Regions from separate parts of the Sus scrofa genome. Here region 1 is linked to region 2. Evidence: chromatin contacts called from public HiChIP or PLAC-seq data. All regions are on one chromosome and are shown on one strand. The core of a region is the stretch at or near the end of the contact, and the rest is flanking DNA. Distances in the headings are between cores, read along the strand shown.

What was found. HiChIP or PLAC-seq counts read pairs in DNA pulled down with a chosen protein or histone mark.
Region 1: a contact with region 2 is called in an H3K27ac HiChIP or PLAC-seq map of alveolar macrophages. The contact joins two enhancer-like sites. A contact is called at or near these places in 10 of 47 Hi-C or Micro-C datasets (blood, brain, embryonic fibroblasts and 5 more) and 2 of 2 datasets of contacts at active chromatin or transcription factors (alveolar macrophages and skeletal muscle).

What each region holds. Positions count from the first base shown.
Region 1 is chr1:9,293,213-9,296,006 of Sscrofa11.1, reverse strand. LOC106506439 (a long non-coding RNA gene) reads left to right here. Exons shown (of 5, transcript XR_002342376.1): 4 at 809-949. Among named protein-coding and RNA genes, the nearest start is that of SNX9, 56 kb to the right of the region's middle. Within about 2 kb of position 1,511, at least 8 of the 83 cell types and tissues checked have an H3K27ac peak or open chromatin away from gene starts, as enhancers often do. A contact at or near this core is called in alveolar macrophages and retroperitoneal adipose tissue, where this site is marked.
Region 2 is chr1:9,253,685-9,256,516 of Sscrofa11.1, reverse strand. No RefSeq gene overlaps it. Among named protein-coding and RNA genes, the nearest start is that of SNX9, 16 kb to the right of the region's middle. Within about 2 kb of position 1,361, at least 13 of the 83 cell types and tissues checked have an H3K27ac peak or open chromatin away from gene starts, as enhancers often do. A contact at or near this core is called in alveolar macrophages and retroperitoneal adipose tissue, where this site is marked.

The DNA of each region.
Region 1 (2,794 bases), core at 262-2,761, 39 kb before region 2:
TGGAGCATAAATGTAATCACAGCTCTTTTTATGCTTTCACTGAATCTCCGAAGACCTTCAAGTGGGAAGCAGAAAGCCCTCTGATCTGCCTAAGAACAAAGAACATCTGGTCTGGCTACCAGCGTTGCCAGACACAGTATCCCAAAGGGTGCTCGACTCTCCAATATCCATTCTACCCCCAGAGAATCATCCACGCCACTTACCGTAGGTACCCCATTTCCCCACTGGGTCATTTAGCAATAGACATGAAATAGATGTGTGACCCAGCCCTGGCCCTCAGGATGCAAGAAGAAGCTGGGGGATCTTCAGAAGCATGGTCTCCCTCCTGAAAAAGTATTTCACAATCTCCAGGGAGAAATTCTCTCCCTCTGTTGTCTCTCTTTCCTAGTGGCCTCTCTTGGAACCATATTCCTGAGTGTTAGTCATTTCTGATGGGGAAGAGAGTGCATCTGGGATAGAAAAACACCAGCTCAAGAGTTTGTGGCAATTTCTCTTTGAAGGGGTGCGGCAATGGAGACTACTGATAGACTGGCATAATTTTGGAGTTTGCCCTTTTTTGTCAAAGATTAAAGGAAGAAAAAGACCCTTTCACACTATTTGATTTAACTCACTCCAGTAGATGATAGTGTGACAAAAGCCACTGTGATTTAAGCTTGAATGTGAGGCATTTAAAAGCACTTGCTTGAAAACATTTGTCTTGCATCTTTCAAAAAACCGCACCCCTTCAGAATGATTTTGATTTTCCACTCCTATGCAGAAACAAAGCTAAATGCTTTTCATCCTGAAAATGCCCTTTCATAATTTCTAGGATCTTGGCTGCAAGACAGAAATGGAAAATTCCCCACAAGAAGCCTCTCGTCATGGCATCTGTCTGTCTCACACTGATCTTCTCAGATGTTCCTGGTGAGGCGGGGGGAGAAAGCTCAGGTGCTACAAAACAATGATGCTGGTGAGTCAGACTCATGGGATTTTTTTTCCCTCTGAAACTAGACTTTGTTTCATGTGTGATCTTTGCGACAAGACATAATAACATCAGCTGACTGACAAGACAATTGTCGGTATTCACATCTGAGGCCAGCGTGTCGGTCTGTTATATTTTATCAATACCATCCTCACTAGTGTGGTTGACACCGTTAAATGAGGAAATATATGATGCAGTTCTCTGTAAATGGCAAAGTTGTACATAAACACAGTCCCTTGTGTGATCCATGCAATCTCTGTGCAGGTACCATAACCCCTATGTCATTGCATGCATAGAGTTCTTTTGGTTTGGGGTCCAGATGTATAGTTTGCCAAGCTTATCAAAGTTTCTAGCTCCTTGAACGTGGCCATCATATCTTCAGGATAGGAGCTGCTTTGGTACCCCTGCAGGTTCTAACAGCGCACAGGTAGGAGATACCCCAGCCAGTGAGGAAATATTTATTGAAACTTGAGCCTGATCCATAGGGGGCAACATAGTCAAATACATCGGGGCGGTCTGGCTGCGGCCAGCAGAGGGCGCTGGCAACGAAGATGAGCATCTTAGCGGTGAAGGAAGTGGGGCCAATATGCAAATGAGGCCAGTCTCCAACCTAAAGCTTGGGAAGAGCCATTAATTCAGGTGGTTTGACAGCCTTTCCCTGGAAACTTAGCGTGTGTGTGTGTGTGTGTGTGTGTGTACACGCGCGCGTGCTGCATAACCTCACACATCACCACACTCAGCCTTGGAACAGCAGTGGATCTTTTACACCCAAGCCCCACCCAACAGGATCCAACCCCATCCCCAAGAGCCAGCAGTTAAAAATACCTATAACTTCATGATTGTGCCACTTCTTTAGTAAAAATCAGGAAGATTAAGATGATAATAAATTGATGGAAGAAGTCCAGAAACATGAACTGTAAAACATAGAAGCGACTTAATCTAAAAATAGTCATTGTAACAGTTGCCACTTGTTACCTATGCCTTGTTACGTATGTGCCCGCCGGTGCTTGGCAATCCCTTTTCTCTCTGGAGCCTCACACTCCAGAAGTAGCTACAAGGTGGCGCCACATGCTTCAACCGCGCTGCACGGGAGGGGCAGGCCCTGCGCCCTTGGCCACTTCACCGAGTCCCCACTGACTCAGGCATTCAACAGGAGTTTGTGGACCCCTTCCTGCAGCCTGGCACCCTCCTCGTGGTCAGGGATTCAGAGACACGGTCCCTCCTGTACGAGCCTCTTTTCAAAGGAGCACAGAGACTAACAGATGATGACTGCATACGCAGCCTTGACAGAGCAAAGAGTCCCCACATACAGCCTGGGAGGGCCAGTGAACACCTCCAGGAGGAGGTGACAGGAGCAGCCCTATGGCACCACCACAGTGGCACACCTGCCTCGGAACAAGTTTTGAAGGATGAGTAGGAGGAGCAGGAATGGGGATGAGGTGGGCGGGTGGGTGGAGGGATTCCAGGCCAAGGGGATGGCCTGAGAAAGGTCCCTGTAGCTGGAGCACAGATCCTGAGAGGAATGGGGACAAGCAGACTAAGGGGTGGACAGGGCCTGGGTCACCCAGAAGGACTTTGCACCATTGCAAGGAGCGTAGGTTTTGTTCTGAAAGCTAAGAGGGTGTTTGGGAGAATTTTATATGGAAAATAGCAATATCATAAATGTAATTTCAGACTTGTCGTGTCAGTCTTACGGAGAATGGATTCGAATGCAGCAAGTCTCTGGATGGCAAGACCCGTGGGGGGCTTTCTGCATAATCCAGGAGAGAAATTCTAGGATCTGTGAAGACAGCTGTGGTGGGGGTGCACAAGGAGGAAGGGAGGGTTCCAGAC
Region 2 (2,832 bases), core at 112-2,611:
AGCGCAGAGCTCAGTCCCACCTTACCTGATGTCCACAAATACGTGGAAACATTAGAGAAAATATAACAAAAAGATTTAAAATGCGTAGCTAGGGACAAAAACTCCAGGTGTCATGGAGAATGGGAAACTTGTAACTTGAAGTCTCACTCCACTGCGAAGGCAGGAATTGATCTTGATATAGGCCCCAAAGACGAGGGGGAGATTTTTTTTTTTTTTTTTTTTTTTTTGTCTTTCTAGGGCCATGCCCATGGCATACAGAAGTTCCCAGGCGAGGGGCTGAATCGGAGCTGTAGCTGCCAGCCTGCACCACAGCCACAGCAACGCAGGATCCGAGCCACATCTGCAACCTACACCACAGCTTATGGCAACGCCAGATCCTTAACCCATTGAGCGAGGCCGTGTCCTCATGGATCCTAATCGGGTTCGTTACTGCTGAGCCACAACGGGAACTTCTAGGGTGGGACTTTAAGCAAGAGCAGGAGATATAGTCTTGGGCCCACATGAGGCAACGAATGGAACCGAGACCCTTAAATAAACTAAGACCCTGTGTGAACTATCCTTTCATTAAAGCAGATAAATGATAAAAACTCTCCTTTCACTAAAAGTCTCACCCTGCTTTCCCAAGAAGACAACAATAAACTGTACCTGCCCAGGGTTCTGGGAGGAAAAACACCTCCTGGGAACTATTAAAGTTCCAAAGCTACACCAGCCGGGGTGAGGACGTGAAATTTACAACACCTCCATGGTGTGGAAATTTCCAAGCTAAACTTTTAGCATGAAAATTCGTCTCAGACTAAGAAGAAATCCAAACTATTCTCCAGAGAGATTTTCTTGGTCAAAAATGCAAGTGACATCCTCAGAAAAAAATCTTAAAATGAGCTCACAAACAAAACTTATAAACCACAGGAGGAAACACTTGCCACAGACATGGATACCCCATGACATAGCAACTGGCATCCAAGAGGGAGAGCCACAGAGCATCCACGATGGAAGCCTCGGATGTTTTATACCATGACCTCGGTGGCAGCACCCATCCCTTTGGCCCTGTTATTCAGTAGAAGCTACTCCATAAATTCAGCAAGGGGAGGAAATTATATGGAAGAATGAGTCCTAGGAGAAGGGGATATTTGGGGGCTGTTTTAGAGGCTGCCTGCCATCAAAGTTTAGTGAACTCTCCATGAGTATAAATAAGTTCAATGAATGAACGGGATGGGAAATGGAGAGATGGGAGTAAAATTAGAAGAAGACTTCATGAGATGGGTCATGTGTTCAGTTTTGGCATATCCTATTTTGGTCCCTGTGTGTGATTATGGCAGAGACTATGAGTTGACTCATTTCCTGTTTCCCCCGACTACAGAGCTAGACTGCATTTCCAGCCTTGCTGGCAATTAGATGAGGCCAAGGGGTTGAATGTGGGTGTAAGGGAGTTCCCTGATGGCTCAGTGGGTTAAAGGTCCAGTGTTGTCAGTGCTATGGCTCAAGTTGCTGCTGTGATGCTGGTTCGATTCCTGACCCCAGAACTTCTGCACCCCATGGGTGCAGCCCCCCTAAAAGTGGGTATGAATGTTTTCCCACCTCCCCTACCTGCCAGGCAGATGAAGAAGACCTGGTAGGGACTGCCATGCTCCCCAACCTCCCAACTTTCCACTGCACCACTGTGGGAATTCCAATGTTTTCCTTCTGAAATCAATTGTTCATCACATTCTCTCTACTCCCTTTTTAATCACATGCCACTTGTCTTTTAAATCTGTTGTGAATTTTGTGGTGTTGTTCACCCTGTGCTTTTGTTGATATATTTGTTCTTTGTTTTCCTGGCTCTTTTTTTGTTTTGTTTTGTTTTTTGTTTTTTGTTTTTTGCCATTTTCTTGGGCCACTTCTGCGGCATATGGAGGTTCCCAGGCTAGGGGTCAAATCGGAGCTGTAGCTGCCAGCCTACACCAGAGCCACAGCAACGTGGGATCCGAGCCTACACCACAGCTACACCTACACCACAGCTCACGGCAACAACGGATCCTTAACCCACTGCGCAAGGCCAGGAATCAAACCCGAAACCTCATGGTTCCTAGTCGGATTCATTCCACGACGGGAACTTTAGGACTTTCCGTGTGGCTTGCAGCATAACTACCCGGCTCTATTTTTAAATTAAAGAAATTTTCCAGCTTTATTGAGGTGTAATTGACAAATGGAAATTATTTACATTCGGGATGTACCACATAAATATTTAACATATGCATACATTGTGAATTCGTACTGCAATCAGGTTAATTAAAACTTTCATCACCCTACACAGTTACCATTTCTTTGCATGTGATGAGAACCCTTAAGACCTACTGTGTTAGTAAATTTCAAGTATGCAACACAGTATCATTAACAATAGTCAGCATGACTTCCGTTTGATCACCAGAACATATTCTTCTTATAACCGAAACATCACCCTGTTTCCATCCCACCCCCTCCCAGCCCCTGGCAGTGCCCATTCTACTCCATGGTCCTGGGAGCTCAACTTGGTTAGATTCCACCTATAAGTGAGTTCATACAGTATTTGTCTTTCTGTGTTTGGTTTATTTTACATAGTACAGTGTCCTCCAGGGTCATCCATTCTTTTGCAAATGTCAGGATTTCCTTCTTTTTATGGCTGAATAATATTCCATCACATTACATTTCACCTGTCAAAGGATATTTAAGTTGTTTTCATGTCTTGGCTATTTTGAATAATGCTGCAATAAGCATGGAAGTGCAGATATCTCTTTGAGATCATGATTTCAATATTCTTCAATATTGAAAGGATATTTCTTTTTTTTGTGAAAGGATATTTCAATATATTTCACTATA